Regions from separate parts of the Sus scrofa genome. Here region 2 is linked to region 1. Evidence: chromatin contacts called from public HiChIP or PLAC-seq data. All regions are on one chromosome and are shown on one strand. The core of a region is the stretch at or near the end of the contact, and the rest is flanking DNA. Distances in the headings are between cores, read along the strand shown.

Region 1 (3,611 bases), core at 515-3,014:
AGGAGGAGGGAGGGAGGGAGGCGGGGAAAAAAGGGCTTGTGAATAATTGTATCAAAAAGCAGAAGGAGAGATGCATGGAACAGAGATTTTATAAACTGATATTGAAAAAGAGGGAACATGGGAGAAAATATGAGGACCGTGAGGATGGAAAGTACAGGATAAACGGTGAAGAGGATGGGAGTGTAAAGAGGTGAAGGGTGCAAGAGGGGAGCCTATGAGCATCCCCACAGAGGATGAGGGGGCAGGAGTTGTGAGAGGGGGTGGAGAGGGGAGGTGGAAAGCGAGAGGGGATGGTGTGTAGGGGTAGAGGGTGGAGGGGGTGGAGGGTGGAGGCAGGTGGAGGGTGGAGGGGTGGAGGGTAGAGGGGTGGAGGGTGTAGAGGTGGATGGTGGAGGAGGGGAGAGCGAGTGCAAGGGGAGGGAAAGTGTAAAGGACGATGGGGAGAGATGTAGGATGTGGGGGGATAAGCATGTAGATGAAAGATTGTGACTCCTTGGGGGTGTTAATTTTAATTATGCAAAAATATCTTGACCTGTTTTTAGTGGAACTGTGTCCTTTCCAGGGACTTTTTAAAAATCAGAGATGGATGGGAATCTCTCTGCCTCTTAGAAAGGGCATAGAGGGCAATGGAGACTGCCTTTCTGGCAGGGGGATGCCCCGGAAAAGCCCAGGCTAGGCCAGGGTAGGGTCTCCAGCCTCATCACAGGGGTATTCCCCTCGTGACAGTGTCCTGTGGGACAGGACAAAAGCCACCGAGGAGTCCCTGTAGGAGCCAGACAGCAGGGTGTAGAGAGGCAAGACACCTCCCCAGGAGTTGCTCAGGGGTGACAGTCCTGGAGGTCTGGCTTCCAAGGTGGGAGTGAAGGGTCCACTGGTAGTGGGGAGGGGGCTACCTCCACCCCTCTTGTCACTGACTGACACCTCCTGGCCCCCTCACTCTCTCTTTCTCTCTCTCCCCTCCCAGCCCCTGGAGGTGGTGGTGTGTAAAACCAGCCCTGGGCACCTCCGCTGCTGTCCCTGCCTGAGTGCGGGAGCCTGAGGTCCGGGTGGAGGCGGTGGGGACCCCAGCCTTGCCCCGGGAGCGCTTCCCTGAATGAGCCGCCCCACCCACTCCAAGGCTGGAGCCGCCGCACCTCCCCAGGCCTTGGCAATGACGACCCCCCAAAGAGCCCGTCTGCATCCCAGATCCAGGGACCCAGGCCTCCAGCTCCTGGGGTCCAGGAGTCCACCCTCAGCCCCCCAGAATCCCCGTGTCCCTCTTCCCGGCACCTCCCTGTCTCCTCTCAGAAGATCCGTTCCCCCCGCCCCACCTCCCGCATCCCCGGTGTCCATGTCTTGAGCTTAATAAATGTGCATTTGGTTTTTCCCCTGTTCTGTCTGTGTGTTCTCATCTGTGGGGACAGAATGGGGGAGGGGGCAAAACTGAACGTGGGGAGCTCGCTCCGCCGCCCCAGACTTCCCCCTCCTTCCCCTCCCCAGTCCGCCAGTCCCCCCTCCCTCACAGCCCCTCAAGCGTCCCTTCTCCTCCCTCAGTGCCCCCCTCCAGGCGCCCCTTGCCTTCTCTTCCCCCTCCCCAGACCCCAGAGCAGACCCCACCCCCACCCCAGGGTGCACCCACCCTGCCCAGACCTGCGCGCCCCGCTCCCCGCCCCCACCCGCCCCCAGGCAGGGTGGGTGCAGGCCTCGGCCCTGCTTCTCATCTCTGCCCCCCCATCCCCCTCAGCGTCTCCCCCCTCCTGCTCCCACCCCCGGCTCTGAAGCCAGGAAACCCAAGAGGAAATGACTGAGCCCGTCTCGGTCCCCGCCCGCCAGCGCTCCCCTGGCCACACCCTCCGCCTGGACGCCGCCACCACCGCCGCTGCCCTCGCCGCACGAGGCTGCTGGCTCGGGACCCCCAGCTCTGAAGTGAGTCTCTCCTTCCATCCTCCTCCGCCCGCTCCCCTCGGCCCAGGGGCTGGGCTCAGGTGGGGAGGACGCTGACCTTTCCCGGGCCTCTCCGCCCCCATCCCTGCTCACCTCTCCCGCCCGCCCGCCGCGCGCCGCTCCCACCCTGTGCCGCCGGCTGCCTTCCCTCCTGCCTCAGTCTCCCCAGCGCTCCTCCAGCCCTCCCAGCTCTGCCCAGCATCCTGTTCTATTGTCCCTGCTGCGAGGCCCCTCGCACCAGCTCACTTTTTCCTCTGAGATCAGGAGCACATTACTCACTCTTCCTCTTTCCCCCTCCTTGCTGACGACTCTGCTCTGAGAACAGCCCCAGCGGGAGGGCCCAGGCCCTCAGATCTACTCCTGGGCCCGATACCCCTCGCCTTGCCCTGCAGGGTCCGTCGGGGGCCAGCTGGTCAGTGCTTCTCTGCCTCAGGGCTGGCCCTGTGCAGTGGCTGCTCCTGGAAGCCTGGTTTAGTCGGATGCTTCTTGTTTTCTTTGGGGACCTGGAGAGGAAGAGACAGAGTGACTGCTGGGGACTCCCACTTCTGAGACCCTCCCCCTGGCTTCCGTCTGTCCCCACAGCCAGTGGTCAGCCCCGGCAGGTGTCCTTGAAGCCAGAGGTGCCTGCTCAGGGTAAGGAAGGGGGCTGCAGATTCTCCTGGGTGGCTCTGGGCCGCCCCACTGACATCATGGCTGACCCCCAGCTCTGGCTTGCCCCATAGATGTCGCCCTCTGATTGCCTGTGTCTCATCATCACTGGCCTGATTCTCCCAGGTAAGCCCCAGCCCTGGTCTCCACCCTGCCTGCTGCAGGGTCCTCAGCCCCACTTGGGGTGCGTGTGCTGCTGGGTGGGCGGATGGTGGGTTTGGATGCTCTGTCCTGTGTCCTCTGTCCCCTACTGAGCCGGCACCAGGAAATGGGGGCCTGATGAGGGGGCCAACGTTACACCCTCTTTAGATACCTTGGACCTAGGTGGCTGCTTCCAGCGTGTCTGGCTGGGGCCTGTCCTGCTGAGAATCTTCCATTTCACCTCCAAGGAGAACGCACTGAGTTTGGTTTGGCAGGAAGATGCGTATCGGTTTTCTGCTTGGCAGTCAGGAGCCCCACGTTCCCAGCAAAGCATCTCCCTGGATCCTGGGGTGATGTACGATTAGGGAAAGGGGGTGAGCTGGGGCCAGTCCAGGAGCTGGAGATGTCTCAGCCTTGCCTGACAAGTGTTTTCTCAAAGCAATACCTGTGATGGGCCTTGGCGAGGGCTTTCTGCATGGAAGGTGCTGTGTTCATGAGCTCGTTTCCACTTCAGCTCTACTCTGTGATGCTCTTGGCATGCCCATTTTACAGAGGAGGAAACTGAGGCTCAGTGAAGTGCTCTGTGCCAGAGGCTAGTGAGTGGAGGGGCTGGGCTGCAACCTTGGAACCCAGAGCAAACTCTCCACTGAAGCTACCCCATTTCTCTTTGATAAAATGGTTTGCATGTGTTCATTCAGTCATTCAACAAGCATTCACGGAGCAGCTCCATGTGCCAGCTCTTATTCTATGCACTGGGGAAATAGCAATGCATGTTCCGGTTGGAAAGACAGATAATAAACCATCCATCGGTAAATTAATATAGTGTGTTAGAAGATGATACATGCTTTGGAGAAAAATACCGAAGATGAGGGTTAAGGCGATCAGGAAAGATCTCACCA
Region 2 (4,095 bases), core at 734-3,233, 280 kb after region 1:
CCATGTTGTTGAGTCCATGAAAAACTTTCTCTACTTCCCTTCCAGCTTGAGTGATTCCATTATTGATGCCTTCCAAGGCCTTGCCCATCTCTCTCTCTGCATTGCTCAGCCCTCGGTTGATCCCTTCAATGACCTTTTCGATGGGGTCATCATTGGCTGCCCATCCAGGGAGAGTCCCCAGTAGCAGCAGGAGGGAGCAGGAGCTGACCAAACTGGCAAGACGCATGTCGTTGGGAAAGTGGGGAGGATGCAGAGAGGAGCCAGGGAGGCAAAGCTGCTATTTATCCTCCGTCTCCTTCTTCTTCTCCACCCCTAATGACTCAATTACCCTGTGAGGCACTGACTTGGTCCCCAGTCAGGGAGGTACTTCCCAGGGAGATTTGGGGTTGAGCAATAAAGAGGAGGAGGACAGAGGGTGAGTCATGAATGGAGAAGACTCACATGGCATCTGTGCTCCTTGCCCACCTTGGGCCCTCCACCTGAGCCCAGATGTCTGCCCTTCCAACCACCTCCTCTTTTCATTCCTCACCCAACTCTCCAGGCCTCCTCTCTCCCCACCCTCCATCCCTGGGAGCCAGGCCTGGCTCTTCAGTAACTTTGTTCCTCTCGGGGGACCTCAGGATCCAGCTGCCCCAGGGGTGGAGTCTGGGAAGATGGGAGACGCACTTGGGGAGTTGACCTTGTTCTCTCTGATTATGCTGACCCCCAGCCCCACTGCTTACTGTGCTCCAGCCGCGCAGGTCTTCTGCCTGCTCCATTCCTGCCTCACGGCTGTTGCACAGGTTATTTTTGAGGCCTGGAATGTAGAACGCATGTTTTCACTAGGTGGGTTCTTCCTCATTCTCTTCTTGGCTCAAGTGTCCCCTTGCCCAAAAAACCCTCCCTAGCCAGCTCCTGGTTATACTCCGTACTATCATCCTTTAGTTTTTATAGCTCTTCCCACGGTCTGAAATTACCTCCTTTATTGTCTGTCTCACCTATCAGATCATAAGCTTCCAGAGGACCTTGTCTATATTGGTCACTGCTATATCCCCAAGCTTCTAGAACACCGCCTGGGGTTCAGTAAATATTCATAGGTTGAACAAATGGATAGGTGAGAAGCCAGAGGAAGAGAGTCCAGGCCTGAGCCTGAGTCTCAGAGGGTGCTGGGGGGATGGTTGCCTGGATCCCCAGGGCAGCAGGAGGTCCCTGGGAGAAGGCTGCAGGTTTGGGAGCCAGGATCACATTCCTGGCCTGTCTCCCAGCCCTTGGGCAAGGGCAGGGTGCTGATTGCCATGAGCTGGGACAGGACGCAGTGTCTCCTGAAAAGCCGGTTGAGGCAGCCCAAGGGAGGGGCTGAAGAGCCGGGGCAGCAGGAGACTGTCAGCCAGAACTTGGGCTGAGGGCCAGGAGCGCATCCTTCCTGCTCTCCTCCCCCTGAGGCCTCTTAAGTCCCAACCTGGAGCCCCAAGTGTGGACATATTACCAAGTGCTGGGAGTTTGGCTAGGTGTGAGCAGGGGCGTCGAAGGAAGGGGTGGGCGGTGGCTGGTAGGTCTGTCGCAGCGTAACCCTCTAGCACCGGTTCAGAGGGAAGCAGAGGCCAGAAGGATGCAGGCTGGTGGGTGAGTAGAGCTGGGTGCAGGGGTGAAAGATGTTTGCATTGTGGTGCCAAGGGGAGAGCCTGGGGGCGGGGCTGGAGCTGGGACTGGACTGCGGGTGGGAAGGCCAGGCAGGAAGGAATGCGCAGGGTGTGAGCAAGTGGGGGCGGCAGGGCTATGTGTGTGAGTGCCCAGGTGTGGCAAGAAGCTCTCTGCCCGTGTTTTCAGGCTTGGCTCAACAAGGGTGACAAGGGCCCACTCCCCTTGGAGGACCCAGGGTTCCACCCCAGCTCCTGGGCACTTGGCTCCACCCAGAACCGGGACTCCCAGACCCAGGAGCTCCTTTCTGCCTTCTCTAGGCTCTGCCTATAGAGGGTGACTAAGGGTGAGCAGGGTGTGAACCAAGCTGGGGCTCACCAAATCTGTTTCCCAGTTTCACAGTGCAGGGACAAGGCCACATCCCTGGGTCACTTCAGGTGTAGCTCTTCTGCCCTCATGCAGCACCTGAAGGATGGAGTTTCCTGTGCCAGGAGGTGGCTGGGTGGTGAGCTTCAGAATCCTGATCTGCCCCAAGCTTGAGAGCTGGGGTCTCTCCGTCAGAAACGGACTCCATTTCTCTTGGTTCCCCCCCCCCCGCCCCCTCCTACCCCTTCTGCGAGCCTCGGCCCCTCTCCTCGGTGCTTCACTCCCATTTGCCACTACCTGACTCAGGACGCTGGCCTCTCCAAAGCGGAGATGAGCCTGGGCCTTTGCCCTTCACCCTCCTCTCCTGGGGCGAGTGGTGGTTTCAGCAGCTGAGCTCTCTCCCAGTGCCCCCAGAGCACCCCCACTGTGAAGGTGAGCAATGAACGCACACACAGGGTGCCTGCCACACCGCAGGGCCTCAGGGCTCGTGCCTACCCAGGGCCTCTCAGCACAGGAGCCGCCCTGGGGCTGCCCAGCTCTGGTCAGGCTCTGTAGCAGGTCCTGTAGGATGGCAAACTTTTGTTCTCCATGCTTCAGCAGATCTTGCCCATCGGGATCTGAATCGACCTTTGGGAGGAGAGAGCTTAACTCCTAGTTTCTTCTCTTGTTATTGGCCTGCTCAGATTTGCCATTTCTTTTTTTTTTTTTTTTTTTAACGGCCACACCCACAGCATATGGAAGTCCCCAAGCTAAGGGTCGAATCAGAACTACAGCTGCCAGCTTACACCACAAGCCACAGCAACACGGGTCTGAGCCCCACCTGTGACCTACACCACAGTTCCCAGAAACACGGGATCCTTAGCCCACTGGGTAAGGCCAGGGATTGAACCTGCATCCTCATGGACACTAGTCAGGTTCGTTTCCACTGAGCCATGGCAGGAACTCCCTGCCATTTCTTTTGGTGCCAGTTTTGATCCCTTATAGTTTCTAAGAAATTTTTAACTGCATCTAGCTTTTCACAGATACAACTGTAAAGTTGTACAAAATCCGTCCCTTTTCAGTCCTGATTTTCTTGGTGCACTTTTCCCCTCGCCTTGACTGCACGATGTTAAATCTGCCCTCCTTCATTCTGTTTTTTGGTCTTGGTTCACTGGAATCTCCCCAGCTGTACCCTCAGTTAACTCTCAGTTCCACCTCTCCCGGGCTGTCCAAGGAGGAGGGCCTCACCCTTACTCTGTGCCATGGCAGGTGCTCAGCAAACTGAGTTCCCGTGGAGGTTTGGGGAAGGAAGAGGTTATGTCATTCTGCCGCTTCTTGTTTCCACACCTGTCTCTGGGATGATGACTCCTTCCTGGCCTAAACCCTCACACCCCCTAAATCTTGGTCACAGCTGTGTGTCAACTGGCCCTGCAGGTGAAGGTGCCTGCCCATGAGTCACAGGTGGGCAAGTAAGCCCCTTACCCCTAGGGCTTTGGGGGAAGGGAGTCGCGGGTCCATCTGTGCTTTCCCTAATGTTTACTGAAAGCCTGCTTCATGTCAGGCATAGCATTAGGAGCTGGGGGACCAGTGAACAGAACAGAAAAGAATGGGCCAAACGGCCCAACAGGGAGACAAAAGACAAATAAATCAGTACCTAAATCATGGCAAACCACATAAAACGCCATGAGAAAAGAGCAGGGTGTTGTGAAAGAATAAGACTTGGGGGTTTCTCTAAGACTGGGGCTCGGAAGAAACCTCAGGAGGTGACATTTATTCATTCATTCTGGTAATTAGTCATTGAGCAAGCACATTTCAAGTGCCAAACATTCTTCCAGTCAATGGGGTACGAAAGTGACAAAGGCAGACAAGCACTCTAGTGGGCAGAGACAAGCCGCAAGAAAACCAATGAAGGGAGTTCCCATCATGGCTCAGTGGTTAACGAATCCGACTAGGAATCATGAGGTTGCGGGTTCGATCCCTGGCCTCGCTCAGTGGGTTAAGGATCCGGCGTTGCTGTGAGCTGTTGTGTAGGTCCCAGACGCAGCTCCGATCCTGCATGGCTGTGGCGTAGGCCAGTGGCTACAGCTCCGATTCGACCCCTAGCCTGGGAACCTCCTTGTGCCACAGGAGCAG

Evidence for each region. HiChIP or PLAC-seq counts read pairs in DNA pulled down with a chosen protein or histone mark.
Region 2: an H3K27ac HiChIP or PLAC-seq map of alveolar macrophages shows a contact between it and region 1. The contact joins the promoter of SBSN here to the promoter of FXYD5 in region 1. A contact is called at or near these places in 1 of 5 promoter capture datasets (fetal liver) and 1 of 2 datasets of contacts at active chromatin or transcription factors (alveolar macrophages).

The regions. Positions count from the first base shown.
Region 1 is chr6:44,680,481-44,684,091 of Sscrofa11.1, forward strand. FXYD5 (FXYD domain-containing ion transport regulator 5) reads left to right here and starts at 1,765. Exons shown (of 9, transcript XM_021097213.1): 1 at 1,765-1,905; 2 at 2,646-2,697. The coding sequence starts at 1,780. FXYD7 (FXYD domain-containing ion transport regulator 7) reads left to right here. Exons shown (of 12, transcript XM_021097203.1): 12 at 965-1,366. The coding sequence ends at 987.
Region 2 is chr6:44,964,609-44,968,703 of Sscrofa11.1, forward strand. SBSN (suprabasin) reads right to left here and starts at 1,984. Exons shown (of 4, transcript XM_021097160.1): 1 at 1-1,984. The coding sequence starts at 226.